Linked DNA regions of Mus musculus: region 2 is linked to region 1. Evidence: chromatin contacts called from public Hi-C data. All regions are on one chromosome and are shown on one strand. The core of a region is the stretch at or near the end of the contact, and the rest is flanking DNA. Distances in the headings are between cores, read along the strand shown.

Evidence for each region. A called contact is a pair of places that touch in the nucleus more often than the background predicts.
Region 2: a Hi-C map of the C2C12 cell line shows a contact between it and region 1, with 3 times the contacts expected there. The contact joins the enhancer-like site here to the promoter of Tnc in region 1. A contact is called at or near these places in 1 of 15 datasets of contacts at CTCF or cohesin (the NIH/3T3 cell line), 5 of 484 Hi-C or Micro-C datasets (the C2C12 cell line, the C3H10T1/2 cell line, adipose-derived mesenchymal stem cells and 1 more) and 5 of 115 datasets of contacts at active chromatin or transcription factors (the NIH/3T3 cell line, astrocytes, craniofacial prominence and 2 more).

The regions. Positions count from the first base shown.
Region 1 is chr4:64,045,461-64,048,611 of GRCm38.p6, reverse strand. It overlaps Tnc (tenascin C), which reads left to right and starts at 1,676. Exons shown (of 27, transcript NM_001369211.1): 1 at 1,676-1,863. All of the region lies in intron 4 of 8030451A03Rik (a long non-coding RNA gene), which reads right to left.
Region 2 is chr4:64,322,642-64,325,758 of GRCm38.p6, reverse strand. No RefSeq gene overlaps it. Among named protein-coding and RNA genes, the nearest start is that of Gm11217, 48 kb to the right of the region's middle. Within about 2 kb of position 1,263, at least 24 of the 459 cell types and tissues checked have an H3K27ac peak or open chromatin away from gene starts, as enhancers often do. A contact at or near this core is called in the C2C12 cell line and adipose-derived mesenchymal stem cells, where this site is marked.

The DNA.
Region 1 (3,151 bases), core at 427-2,926:
TTATATATTTATTGTATATAAACATAGCTCATAGGACACATGGAGTAAAGACATGTCTAACACTTTCTCTGCTAACTGAGAAGAGGTAGCCTGGGTCTGCTTAGGAAAGCCTAGAGGCGTGGAAGCATTCACTACTGGTGGAAAGACAGGCTTGTGCCACTGAAATATGTTTTGGCTAACACGCAGAATGAAAAAATTCCCAAAGCAACCAACATCTGAATCAGCCCAAATGGTTTAAAAGTTCAAATGAGTCGTTTTACGACATGACTATTTATGGCTGTTCCTGATGTCTGAGCGGTGTGTGTGTGTGTGTGTGTGGGGGGGGGGGGGATAGGGAACACTTAAGCAGGCAGTCTTCGAGTCCTGGAATCGGTGCCACCCTAGGGATAGCCTAATTTTGTCTTGCTTTATTCTCCCAGGGAGATTGAAACTAAATGTTATGAGAAAGGCTGAAGGATGGTATCAATCAGTAAGTGGATGGTTGAAATTTCCGATAATAGTTGTTAATTAAAACATCAGAAGTCTCTTCTAAATTACAGAACAAAGAGATGCATTTTCCACAGTCCAGCAAAGCAGCTGTGTCTGTTGTCATGGGTGACAGTTTCCTACTTAAGCATCACTCACTGTTTCTGGTCACCAATGTGTCATGGAGCCATGAATTCTAAGTGCTTCCCAGGCACAATTCCTTGATGGCATTAAACTGCTTCTCTAAATTGCAGGGTATAAGCACTGTCCCAAACAAGCCCAGAAGTACCGTGAGCTGAGCTTGGCCCCAGGTGCCTTGGGGATACTTTAACATGCTAAATGAGGACTTCAACCTAAATAGTGTTACCTTTTGAAATATATTAGTGCTTCTCTAAGAAAAAAAAAAAAAAGTCTTCACTCAGCACCTAGGTACACTGAGAGCTCAGGAGTACACCCTGAGCTAAGTACTACACCCTACTTAGTAGACCCTACTAAGTAGAAAGCACTTAGTATGTGGCATAAACAATGTCAAAAAGTGACTCCTGAGGGGACATTGGGATCTGGATAAAGATTCCTCCAGGCAGCTGGGCACCGCTGGGTCCTGCTTCAGAAAAGCTCACTTTTCTAAGCTCCCAGTATGGTTCCCACCTGCTGAGAACTAATCTTGGGTTATCTCCAAGCTGGCCAAGAGAAACCTGAACTGCCCCGGGCTTGCTCAACTCTCCTCGATCTCCTCTTTCCAGGAACTCAGGTTCAGCCCTCAGGCTTTCTCCGAGGTGCCACCCCGCAGCTGCTGCCCAGAGCCTGAGGGAACCCAGGTCGTGTTTCCAGCTTGCTCTAGTCCAGGAGCAGCGCCAGGATCCAGTTCCCTCATATCCCAGTTCCCAAGGCTTCTGTTTCACAATTAGAATACTCATTTGTGGAGCAATGCAAAAATCACACTTCACTAACAACTACTCTGCGGGGGCGGAGGGAGCTGAAATTCCTACTTTTTTTTTTCTTCACTATAAATTGTATGCAAATGGTCCGTTAGCTGGCGGCGCGCCTGGAGTGAGTGCGTCTTTCATGAGCTAACCCTGTTCCGCTGGGAGGGCTGTGCCTTTAACTCACCAACTGAAAAAAAAAAAAGTGGGAAAGGATGTCTGGAGGCGAGGCGTCCCATTACAGAGGAAGGAGCTCCCTATATAAGCCTGCCAAAGCTGGCTGCTCCGGCCACAGCCTGCCTACTGTCACGCGTCTCTCCCGCGCGCAGACACACACCCTAGCCTCTGGTGGGCACAGACAGTGGCTGGGAAGACGCTAGGGACCGCGCGCTTGGGAACTCGTTGTGGCTTAACCCAGGTACTTCTTCACGGAGCTGGTGCACCCAGAGACTTTGCTTTTCCCGACCTGGAAAAGGTGAGTCTGTTGATCCCATCACCCAGGATCTTTCTGGTGTGCTCCTGGCATTCCCGGTACCCAGTAAGATGTGGGTTTGTAACTATAAAACTTTTGTTTAATTTCCAAGCCCGGTGTGATCAGATGCGGCCCGATTATTCTGTGCTTGCCCTCCTGCGGTCATGTATTTGGTATGGATCTGTCAATAGTCAGAGGAACTCAGGGAACTTTTGGTAAAGTTTTGTCTCTGCCTTTCTTTGGAGGAAATGTCTTACTTTAACTCTTACCCTTTTACCTCGTTGATTCTCACCTGTGGATTTTCCCCTTTTGGAGCGTTAGAGAAGTTGCATTTTAAAGTGGCATTCACTCACAGCACTTGGGTGGGATGAGTACCACGTACCCGTAGTAGGGAGAACACAACCGTGCATCTACACAGTCTCAGCACTTGACAGTTTTCGTTCCCCTCTTGTCCCATTTGATCCTCAGTGTCCACTCTGGGGAAAGATAAGAGCTGGATACCAGAGCTAGGAGATGAGTTCTGGGCACGGATGAAAAGCCCACAGGCTGTAAGATGAAACTGGTGGGCACGTCTGTGGGTTCTTGAAGCAGGGTGCCATCCTCCTGATTCAGAGACCTCAGGTGGGGCATGTGTAGAAGGTTTGGAGGCATCTGAACCCCATATTGCTCCCAAATCGGCCTCCCTCCTGACACTTTATCCCAGAACCCCAGTAACATATTCCCTTCCCTGGTGAACTTTGGAAAGAGCACAGAGATTCCTCTATGCCATCGTTGTGACAGGGGGAATAAGAGGTTGGGGTTTGACCCTAGAAGTGGCTTGGGCATTCCCACTAGTGCCACTACAACATAAATGTGTCAGGAAAATATGTAACTTCTATGGACCTTAGTTTCCACTTCTCTAAAGTGGGGACAGCAGCTCCCCTTATAATGAGGAGCGAATGAGGAACAAAAAAGATCAAATCAGCAACTGGGCAATCTCTGTCATGGCCCAAAGCTGCCAACACCCTGGACGTGAAAAGCGGGGCCTCTTAACCCAGTTTTTCAGTGTGTCTGCTTACCCCCAAAGCCTCTGCCTTCTTATCTTGCCCAATCTGAGACAGCCTGCTAGCCTGGCACGTAGTGTTTTACAAGCAAGGGGTGTGTTGGCACCATTAGGAGAAAAGGTGGCAGCCTCGGGCTTGATGTGAATCTGGAGTTCTGACTCCAGAATGTCCTCAGGCATTTACAGGCTGAAGTGCTTGGCTATGGAGTGCTGTGTGGCTGGTGGTCTTTGGAATCAGATTCTTTGCCT
Region 2 (3,117 bases), core at 14-2,513, 280 kb before region 1:
GTGACAGTTCAGTTTCTTTGAGGAAAATATGAATTCTTTGGCGGAGATATGCAGATGCCCGTGGCATACTTCCCCTCCTATCAGCCATCTTTTGGAGGACTACATATACATATGAAAATCCAAAATTGGGTCAACCCTTGCATTTAGGCATTTAGCTTTGAGAATTCAGTGATGAACTACGTATGTTTCTGACTTTGGGAGAAATCCTTCCTTATTTGAGGAAACAAATAGACAGGAAACTCCAAGAATCTTTATTGTTTTCTTCATTCTAAATATAATACATATTTTTCAGTTTATCTTTATACCAAAGCAGTGTTATTGTCATAATTTTTGGATGGGCATGCACAATATAAATCATGGAGACCATATCTCAACAAGACTACGTGTCATCATTCACTCATTCTTATGTGCACACCCTCTAGTCATTTTCCATATTAAACATAGGAAAACACAAATATCTTTATATGACCTAAGCAGCCTGTTTGTACCTGTCAAGTTTATGGGTTTTAAACACTGTACACATGTGACTGTCTCTAATTCTGTATATAAGTTAATCCAAGAGCTCAACTGAGTGCAACACGTAGCTGAACTTTGCATTGTCTTGGTAAGACACACAGGCATCCCTTTAATTCCCCTAACGTTGTGGTTATCAGCAATCTTGCAGACATTGGTTACTCCATAGTCTGGAGCTCGAGATGAGAGAGTTAATGAAAATCACAGAATAGAGAGATCTCATTGGCCTTAAGTGAGCATTAGCTTGGTAAAAATCCTGAGACTCTGAGTTGCTGATTGTGGCATGTCAGTTACTGTGCCTTCCTGGTTGGTGAGTGCAGTAGCTTTTACTATTTTCACACTAGAATATCACTACCCATATTAACGTAAGTCAATAACATATTTTATGGCACCCCACTAAGACGAATGATTTAATCTTATTTTTGTTCACTAATGTATTGCCCCATGTGAAGTTCAGGAAATGGCTCATTGTAGGATCAAGTACGTCCTTGAAGACTAAATATAGAACATAGTTACGTCATTCCAGTGACGAATGATGATACAGAGTTAAATTCTGAGTGCTATTAGAACACAGGGTCAAATACTTCCTTGGAGTCAGGATTCATGTTTCTCCTCTGAGTGACTCCTGTGACTAGTGAGTACAGCTGGGTGGAAACTGGGGTTAAAGTTGTTGAACTATTACAATGGAGCTTCTAGTGTGGTTTCCATAACCCAGTGTCTCATCACACACACATGCATTAATAATTCCTCCACACTCCTGGTGGTGAGGCCTCCATTTATCACACTGAAGGTCTGAGTCATGGTTAGTTATGACCAGTGACTAATTACTGCTCACTTTGCCTTGGCCTGATCCTCTGCTTTTATCTAAGATCCTTCTCCTCCTTTCTCTACAAATCCATAACCTATTCAGGAACGCCCAGGACACTTAGCTCAAATAATCGGCCTATCTTCACAAAACAACAAAAAATAAACAAAAGACCAGCTCTTTCTGTTTGCTGTCACAAGTATTTTGCTCAGTTGCAGCCTCAGGTCACTGCTAAATGCTGACAGGTACATGTGTCAGAGTGCTCCCTTTAGACACACAAAATGTCCAAAATATCTCTTGCACATTGGAAATAATGCTGACTCCATTTCTCTGAATTTTTCTTTTAATACATACACATTTTTGTACCACTTGTTCCTGAAGCACGAAATTCCACATCAAAACTGAAAACTTTCTTCTCCTGAACTCCTGGTTTGTCCATATCACATCTAGGTTTATAAGCTTCTTTTGTTCCAACAGCTACTCTCATGTAAACTAATGACATTGTCTTAGTTAAGGTTAATACTGCTGTGATGAAACCCCAAGACGAATAGTAACATGGAGGTGGATTTTGCTCATATTATCATATAACAGTTTATCATCAAGAGCAATGAGGACAGGAACTCACACAGAACCTGGAAGAGGGAGCTGATGGAGAGCCCATGGAGGAGGGATGCTTACTGGCTTGATTCTTATGGCTTCCTCAACCTGATTTCTTATAGAACCCAGGACCAATAGACAAGGAGAGGCTCCACCCACAATGGGCTAGGTCCTCCTCCATCAACTACTAATTTAACAAATGCCTTACAGGCTTTTACAAAGCTCAATCTTAAGGACATATTTTCTTAATTGAGATTTCCTCCTCTTAGTTAAGACAAGTTGACATGAAAAAAAAAAAGACAAGTTGACATGAAACTATCAGCAAAAACATCATTTCTTGTCAAGTTGCACTCTTCTCTGTGCCAATTAAGATTCTCTACAGAAACAAAAATTACACACAAGCATAATACATACACACACACACACACACAATGCACATATACACCACATACACACACACACATACACAGAGGCAAGCACAGGTATATATATGCACATATGCACACCATGTACACATATGCATACACACACTATGTACACATATGCACATACATACTTACATGCAATTTTTTTTAAAAAAAGGTATTCTTCCTGTTAGAAGAGCTAAGGAGATTGATATGTGTAAAACAAGCAAGCAGTCCCAAAGTTCAGGCACATTTTCTCCATTAATGTGTTGAGACAGAATACACTCTTTCTTGAGATACTTTACAGCCTTCATCTGATTAGATGAGACAAACTGCTAAGGGTGATGATGTCTTATAAGTAAAGTAATGGACTGCAAACTCTAATCAAGTCTACAAAATATATTCACAGCAACATCCCGATGATTAAACTAGACAATATAGCCTAGTCAAGATGGTACATAAAATCATCTCCATTCGATGGGAATTAAACCTTTATGTTCCTTTAAAAATTCACGCCTAGAAAATATTACACATAACATGTTGATGTTAAAGGACAAGGCCTTTAAGAGGTAATTAGGTCTTGGGAGTAAAGGCTGCATCCAGTATATGAGTGCTCTGAGAAGACCTTAGAGAGATGGTTGTTCCACTCTTGCTTATACCCTGTAATGATGACAAAGCAAGCAATCACCTTTGAACCCTAAGCAAACCCTTACCAGAAGTTTCTGGTACCTTGATAGACCTACTAGTTCCCAGAACTATATAAAATAAATGTTTCGGTTAAGTAGAGAGTGATGATTT